Linked DNA regions of Bos taurus: region 2 is linked to region 1. The links are chromatin contacts, called in public Hi-C maps. All regions are on one chromosome and are shown on one strand. The core of a region is the stretch at or near the end of the contact, and the rest is flanking DNA. Distances in the headings are between cores, read along the strand shown. Region 1 overlaps FAM178B (family with sequence similarity 178 member B). Region 2 overlaps FAM178B (family with sequence similarity 178 member B).

Region 1 (3,405 bases), core at 171-2,670:
GCATGGAGCAGCGAGCCCAGGGGAGCTGCTCTGGGGTCCTGGCACCCCAGGCAGGGGCCCGGGCAGCAGTCGGCTTTGAAGGCCAGCTTGCTGAACCATGCCTGTGCATCGTGTGCTCCTGGGCCCCGGCAGACTGGCTAGAAGGTCCTTTGAGTCAGTCTGTCCTTCCCAGCGGGTGTTCGTTGGTCAGCCTGAGTTTTCCCACCTCCCACCCCCCACAGCAGCCACCCCAGAGCCTGGCTGGATTGCTCCTGAAGGATCCTCCAACCAAGGGCAAGGTCTCCCATACCCCACCCTCACCCGGGCCCCAGGCTGGCAGCGTCTGGGGAGGGGGCTGGGTTCAAAGGGTTACCTCGGGTGATCCTAGGCTCTTGGTCAGATCCGAGGTGGGAGAAACTGCACAGTTCTCGAGGCTCCCTGGGACATCCTCTCCCTCCCCCTCTCTGCCCTTTCTTAGGGTAAATAACGCACAGCCAGCTCCCTTGGCATTAGCTAGAGGGGAATTTTCTAAAGCATGAATTTCCTGGGAAACGTCCACCCTTTCTCCCTTCGTCTTATGACGAAAGCTCTACAAACGGAGACTTGGCCAGCAGTTCCCGGGTTGGAACTAGCTGGACCAGAAAAGGAGGCAGTGGCCTTCCCCTCCCCCAGCCCCTCACGGTGACAAGCCCTGCGGGCCTGTCTCCTATCTCTCTGCCTTGTCATCCTTCCCCAGGGGGAGGACAGGGCGGCCTCCAGGCTCTGGAGCCGGGAAGGAGGCATCCAGCACAGCTCTTCTCAGAAAAGCCCGCCCACCAGACCCAGAAGATGGAAGCCGCAGGCTCCGCTGGCCGCGGTGGAAAGGGACCGTCCTTTCTTGTCAGCATTGGGTTCAGGCACGTCCCGTGTCTCAGACTCTGCCTCTCCCCAAGTTGTTGACTGAGGTTTCCAGGCCCTGTTTCCCATGGGGGCTTCTCAGCCTCCACTCACGGCCAGTCTGGAGGGACTGGGTGGCTTGAGCTGTGGAGCTGGGGAGGGGCCCATTCTACAGACAAGATGTCCAGGCTTGGAGGGACACGAACCCCTACCAGGGGCATGCCCCCCGCACTGCTGGGTGACCCTGAAGCCACGCCGACCCCTATCCCCACATACACAAACACACCTGCCCTTGAGGACCTGGGCTTCCCAGGTGGCTCAGGGCTAAAGAACACGCCTGCTAACCCAGGAAACTCAGGTTTGGTCCCTGGATCTGGGAAGACCCCCTGCAGAAGGAAGTGGCAACCCACTCCAGTGTTCTTGACTGGAGAATCCCAAGGAGAGAGGAGCTGGCGGGCTACAGTCCGCAGGGTCGCAAACAGTCAGGCACAACTGAGCGATGAAACAACAACAAACAAAGGGAGCGCGGGCTGGAGGAAGGGCCACCAAGCGCTTGCGGCCCTGGCCTGCCAAGGCTTGGCCTCTGCCCAGCTTCCCTTCCCTACGTCTCTGTGGTGCCAGCAGGACAGGATGGGGCTTGCTGAGTTCAGGAATTGGTCACAGCTCAAACGGAGCAGGAAACGCAGCCCTCACACCTGGCTGTTCACTGTCTCCTGCCCAACCCGAACCACCCCATCTCCCCGGAGGGCCTCCCGGAGCCCCCTCTGCGCTCACATTCTGACCTTCACAGAAACAGGGCTGGGGAGAGGAGCCTGGGGGAGGCTGGGGGTTCAGGAGAATCCTGGCAGGCCCCCAGTGCCCTGGTCTGTCCCTGTGTCTGAACCAGAGGACACACACTGCCTTACCTCTCCCCGTCCCCTCAAAGCAGAGACCGCGGGTCTAGGGGGTATGAGTGGAGGAATGGTCTACGCGACTCTGCTGCTAACAAAGTCCTTTTTTCTAGAGTGTTCAGCCTCTCAGTCACGTCTGACTCTTTGTAACCCTATGGACTGTAGCCCACCAGGCTCTTCTGTCCATGGGATTCTCTAGGCAAGATTTCTGGAGTGGGTTGCCATGCCCTGCCCAGGGATTGAACCCAGGGATCGAATCCTGGTCTCCAACATTGCAGACAGATTCTTTACTGTCTGAGCTATCAGGGAAGCCCCCTTTTTCCTAAAGCACCACTGTCAAGACTGCTGTCTGGGTCCTGATTTCTGACCACAGGTGGTACCTTATTCCCTTCAATCAGAGCAGTCTTTCCTAAAGGGCCTCCGCTCACTTAGGCCCACCTGCAGGGGTCACCCTCACATGCTCCCAGTCATCCTTCCAGGTAGGTGTTGTCCTTTGGAAAATCAACTTATAAAAGGTGATTTAAAGGGCTTTTCTTCAGAATTACTTATTCCTTCTTGCTGTTCCCACACCTTAGTTCAGTTCAGTCACTCAGTCTTGTCCAACTCTTTGCGACCCCATGGACTGCAGCATGCCAGGCTTCCCTGTCCATCACCAACTCCCAGAGCTTACTCAAACTCATGTCCATCCAACCATCTCATCCTCTGTTGTCCCCTTCTCCTCCCACCTTCGATCTTTCCCAGCATCTGGGTCTTTTCTAGTAAGTCAGTTCTTTGCATCAGGTGGCCAAAGTATTGGAGTTTCAGCTTCAGCATCAGTCCTTCCAGTGAACACCCAGGACTGATCTCCTTTAGGATGGACTGGTTGGATCTCCTTGCAGTCCAAGGAACTCTCAAGAGTCTTCTCCAACACCACAGTTCAAAAGCATCAATTCTTCAGCGCTCAGCTTTCTTCACAGTCCAACTCTCACATCCATACATGACTACTGGAAAAACCATAGCCTTGATTAGACGGACCTTTGTTGGCAAAGTAATGTCTCTGTTTTTTAATATGCTGTCTAGAGTGTTCATAGCTTTCCTTCCAAGGAGCAAGCGTCTTTTAATTTCATGGCTGCAGTCACCATCTGCAGTGATTTTGGAACCGAAAAAATAAGGACTCTCACTGTTTGCATTGTTGCCCCGTGTATTTGCCATGAAGTGATTGGACCAGATGCCATGATGTTAGTTTTCTGAATGTTGAGTTTTAAGCCAACTTTTTCACTCTTCTCTTTCACTTTCATCAAGAGACTCTTTAGTTCTTTGCTTTCTGCCATAAGGGTGGTGTCATCTGCATATTTGAGGTTATATTCCAGCTTGTGCTTCATTCAGCATTTCTCATGATGTACTCTGCATATAAGTTAAATAAGCAGGGTGACAATAAAGGCAAAGGAGAAAAGGAAAGATGTAAGCATCTGAATGCAGAGTTCCAAAGAATAGCGAGGAGAGATAAGAAAGCCTTCCTCAGCGATCAACGCAAAGAAATAGAGGAAAACAATTGAATGGGAAAGTCTAGAGATCTCTTCAAGAAAATTAGAGATACCAAGGGAACATTTCATGCAAAGATGGACACAATAAAGGACAGAAATGGTATGGACCTAACAGAAGCAGAAGATATTAAGAAGGG
Region 2 (3,805 bases), core at 932-3,431, 71 kb before region 1:
CAGACTGATCCTTCCTCTGGCAGAAACCGCACTGCCAAGTGTGTAGCAGAAGGGAGACATCGTCAAGCAAGAGGCGTCTCTCTCTCTGAGCAGCAGTTGGAAATGTGTTGATCTGAGCCGGCAGGGGCTTGTAGAATCCATTCCCCTACAGAGAAGCTGGCGGGTGCCCCCTGAGCAGAATGCCAGAGCCAGCGTCTTCTTGGAGTCCCTGGAGCGCCGGCCTCCTTACACATGGCCCCCGGCCAGGCCCTGCCAATCTGTGAGGTCCTCCAGACGTGGCTGGCTTGGCTGTTGTCTGCGTTTGCGGGGCTGTGCATGAACCACACAGGCATTGCCGGGGTCAGCACATGAAGTGGCTGTGTGACTGGGCACATGGGGCAGAAGCGGTGTGTGCCAGCAGCCCTGGGGTATACACGTGTTTGTATGTACAAATAAAGGTCTGCTTTAGAACCGTCAGCTTCACAAACACAGGAACAAAGCTGCTTTCTCCTCTGAACTTAAATGATTTTGGGGGGGTGGTGGAGAAAAAGTACACACTTTGTAAATTGCCTGGATATACTCAAAGAGACAGCAACTTGGCTTGGAGGAGCATCTTTGTTTTGGAGCATTCTGTTCCTGGCAGATTAAAATATGATGTCCTTTTTAAAAGGAGGAGGAGGAGGGTGGGCCGGCCGAGGAAATTTCTATCTAGAGTCATGACTTTAAATGCCGTCCGAAATGTTGTTTGCCTGGATTTGGTTGTTAAAAAAAGAAAAATGGACATGAAGTTAACGGTTTCATTTATCTGGAATCCTTATTAATTGCTTTTAGGACATTATCTAGAAAGAGAGCAAAGAGGCATTCACCAGACTCAGAGAGAGTATTAGGTTGTTGTTATTCAGTCGCTAAGTTGTGTTGGACTCTGTGACTCCATGGACTTTAGCATGCCAATCTTCCCTGTCCTCTAGGGAGGATTCAACCCCAAACCCAACTTCCCCAGAATGCCAGGAGTACAGGAGGGGAGTGAAGTCCGGCACCTTCCACCAGAGGCCCGAAAATCACACAAAATACATCAACTCCTCGTTGTCGGGGATCTGGGGTCCCATGGGTCCAGGTGATCTCCCAGGGTGACAGTGAGCTCAAACCAGGGCTCCTCCCCTTGCCAGCAGCTCAGGGCAGAAGGGTGAGGCCTGATAGCTTGCCATGAAATCATGGCCCCAGAAGCACGGGGGTCCCCCTCCCGGGGTGCCCCTCCACCCCCGCTCCGCCCCCCGGTCAGGACCGTTGCTGTTCACATGGTTTCCTGAGACCCCCTCTGCCACCCTCAGTTATTTCCTTCCCCAGATCTCCCCGTCCTGGGCCCCTGCCTGTTCTTTTCCCGTCTTCTCAGGTGTCCCCTTTGTTTTGGAAAAACACAAGATGGGGCAGACATGCTCTGTGTAACCGGACCCAGACGCCCGCCCCACGCCGCCTGTCCTGCCCTGTAATCCTGTCCCCCGGCTGCAGCCGGGCTAAGAGGCGAGGCTCCCGGGCACGCTCCTCATCACAACCCAGACCCTTCTCAAAACTGGTCAGCACCTCAGTTTCCCCCTCCATCACGCAGGAAAACCAAACTGTTCTCCCCAGTCCTGTGTGTAAAACACTGAGAGGGGAATTTCCCTGGCCCTTCCACTGCCAGGCACCTGGGTTCTAGCCCTGGCGGGGAGACTAAGATGCTGCAAGCCTGGCAGGGCGCGGCCAAAAAAAAAAAGCAAAAGACATCGTGAGACGTGTTCGTGGGCAGCAGATGATTCTGAATGGCGCTGTGGGTTGTTTTCTGTTCCAGCAGCTGCCTGCACTGAGCGTCTTTGTCCACAGCAGTGACCGCTTCTAGTCCCGGAGAAGCTGAAATCCGGACGCCCCCGCTCAGCCTCGCTGAGAGGGTCACGGAGGAGGGTCGCCTCCCTGACCTCCCGCTCTGTCCTTTTGCCCCCGCAGGTCCTCGCCGGCCCGGCAGCTCACCTTCCTGCGCCAGGGCCTCCTGAGCAGCGTCTACTTGCCGGTGGGCGACCGCCCCATACCCCTGTTCCGGTGGCTGTTACAGGTGAGGACCGCGACTGCCGCTAGGTGGCGGGAGCGAGCCGGCCCAGCACCCGGGGAAGGGCCGCTGGCCGGCGGGGCGGGGCTCCCATCCCCCTCCTGCCCGTGGGGCTGCTGGGTTGGTCCTCGCTGAGGCTGGAGGAGGGAGGGAGACTTGTGGTGATGGAGTAAGGAACGTGCAGGCACCGGCCTGTACCTCACGCCGGGAACCCCCAGCGCGTATGCCTTGCAGAGTGTTGCCTCTCTGTGATTCCTGCTCAACAGGTGCTCCCATTGTGTGCAGGCCATTCTCCAGGCCCCGGGTCTGGGCCCTCGTCCCGTGGGCTGCGGTCTTGCAGGTGTGAGGGGCCCTCGTGGATATGGAGCTTGGGGTGCTCGCTGTGGAGTTGTGGGTCAGCTGGAAAAGCCTAGAACAGCTGTTCTGTCTTCACCTCCCTTTTTTCTGGTCACTGCCAGAACATTTTGCCTTGGTGGAACATTGCTTTCTGCCCTAGGCTCGGAACCTTCACACAGAGAAAGACAGCGAGGAGCAGCCAGCAGGGAAAGCCCAGGCACCAGCTGCTGGGATCTGTATGCAGGGCACGGGGATGAGGCCTTGGCCCCCACCCTGGACCATCTCTGCCGGGGACAGCAGGTCCCAAGCTCCAGCTGGTCTCATTCCTGCCAGTTGGAGCCTGGACCCGGGCTGTAAATTAGAGCCGCCATGCGGGGCGGATTATTCTTGGGACTCCTCAGCCTCGGCAGACTGGCTGCCTTCCAGAAACAGCCCTCCAGCTCTCCTTCCCACTGGGGTCCTTCCCCATTGCCCCTCCCTGCTGCTCCCCCAGGCTCCGGGCGACACAGGGGACACAGTGGCCATTCTTCCCTGTCCTGTCAGTGCAGCTTCTCTCTCCTTGCCCAGCACATGACAGACATAGAGCCAGTCTGAGATGCTGGCCACAGAGGGTTCTTGTGTGACACAAGGTGTGCACAAGCCCCGCCTGGTCTCTTCCCCAGCCTCTGTCGCCTGTGGGGGAGGGGCACGGCAGCAGAGGACCCCCAGCCCTGCTTTTCCACCCAGTACTGTGTGACGTGGGCCGTCATTTAACAGCGGCTCTGTCCGGAGAAGGCAATGGCACCCCACTCCAGTACTCTTTCCTGGAAAATCCCATGGATGGAGGAGCCTGGTAGGCTCCAAGGGGTCCACGAAGAGTCGGACACAACTGAGCGACTTCACTTTCACTTTTCAGTTTCATGCACTGGAGAAGGAAATGGCAACCCACTCTGATGTTCTTGCCTGGAGAATCCCAGGGACGGGGGAGCCTGGTGGGCTGCCGTCTATGGGGCTGCCGTCTATGGGGTCGCACAGAGTCAGACACAACTGAAGCGACTTAGCAGCAGCAGTAGCTGTGTCTCTCTCTCTCACTCCGTAAACTGGGCTCAGCAATCCCATGTGAAGGTCGAGTGGGGAACTCCCGTGGCCTGCCTTGTCCTTCTGGTCCCACCCGCTGCTCTGCCCAGGGCCTGGACACCATCAGGAAGGAATGATGTCAACCCGGAGGCCAGGCTCTCCATCTTCAGGAAGGAGAAACAAAAGCTGAAGCCAGATCCATGCAAGGGGTGCACTTGGCCTTGGGGGTGTCTTCTCGGGAGACCCCGCCCAACATCTTGTCTCTGGAGGGAAAGAGCGAGCAAGGTGCTGACCTCTCCCACTCACGTGACCACCCCGTAGGCCTTAGGGTGGGCTCTGACGCTTCACTCCCGAGGT

What was found. Hi-C and Micro-C count contacts between places; a contact is called where the count stands out from the background.
Region 2: a Hi-C map of liver shows a contact between it and region 1, with 7 times the contacts expected there. The contact joins two enhancer-like sites. A contact is called at or near these places in 4 of 11 Hi-C or Micro-C datasets (blastocyst, liver and skeletal muscle).

What each region holds. Positions count from the first base shown.
Region 1 is chr11:2,836,551-2,839,955 of ARS-UCD2.0, reverse strand. The region is part of intron 14 of FAM178B (family with sequence similarity 178 member B); the gene reads left to right. Among named protein-coding and RNA genes, the nearest start is that of SEMA4C, 12 kb to the right of the region's middle. Within about 2 kb of position 1,420, at least 38 of the 102 cell types and tissues checked have an H3K27ac peak or open chromatin away from gene starts, as enhancers often do. A contact at or near this core is called in liver, where this site is marked.
Region 2 is chr11:2,907,802-2,911,606 of ARS-UCD2.0, reverse strand. FAM178B (family with sequence similarity 178 member B) reads left to right here. Exons shown (of 15, transcript XM_024999286.2): 7 at 1,957-2,062. Among named protein-coding and RNA genes, the nearest start is that of FAM178B, 29 kb to the left of the region's middle. Within about 2 kb of position 2,181, at least 50 of the 102 cell types and tissues checked have an H3K27ac peak or open chromatin away from gene starts, as enhancers often do. A contact at or near this core is called in liver, where this site is marked.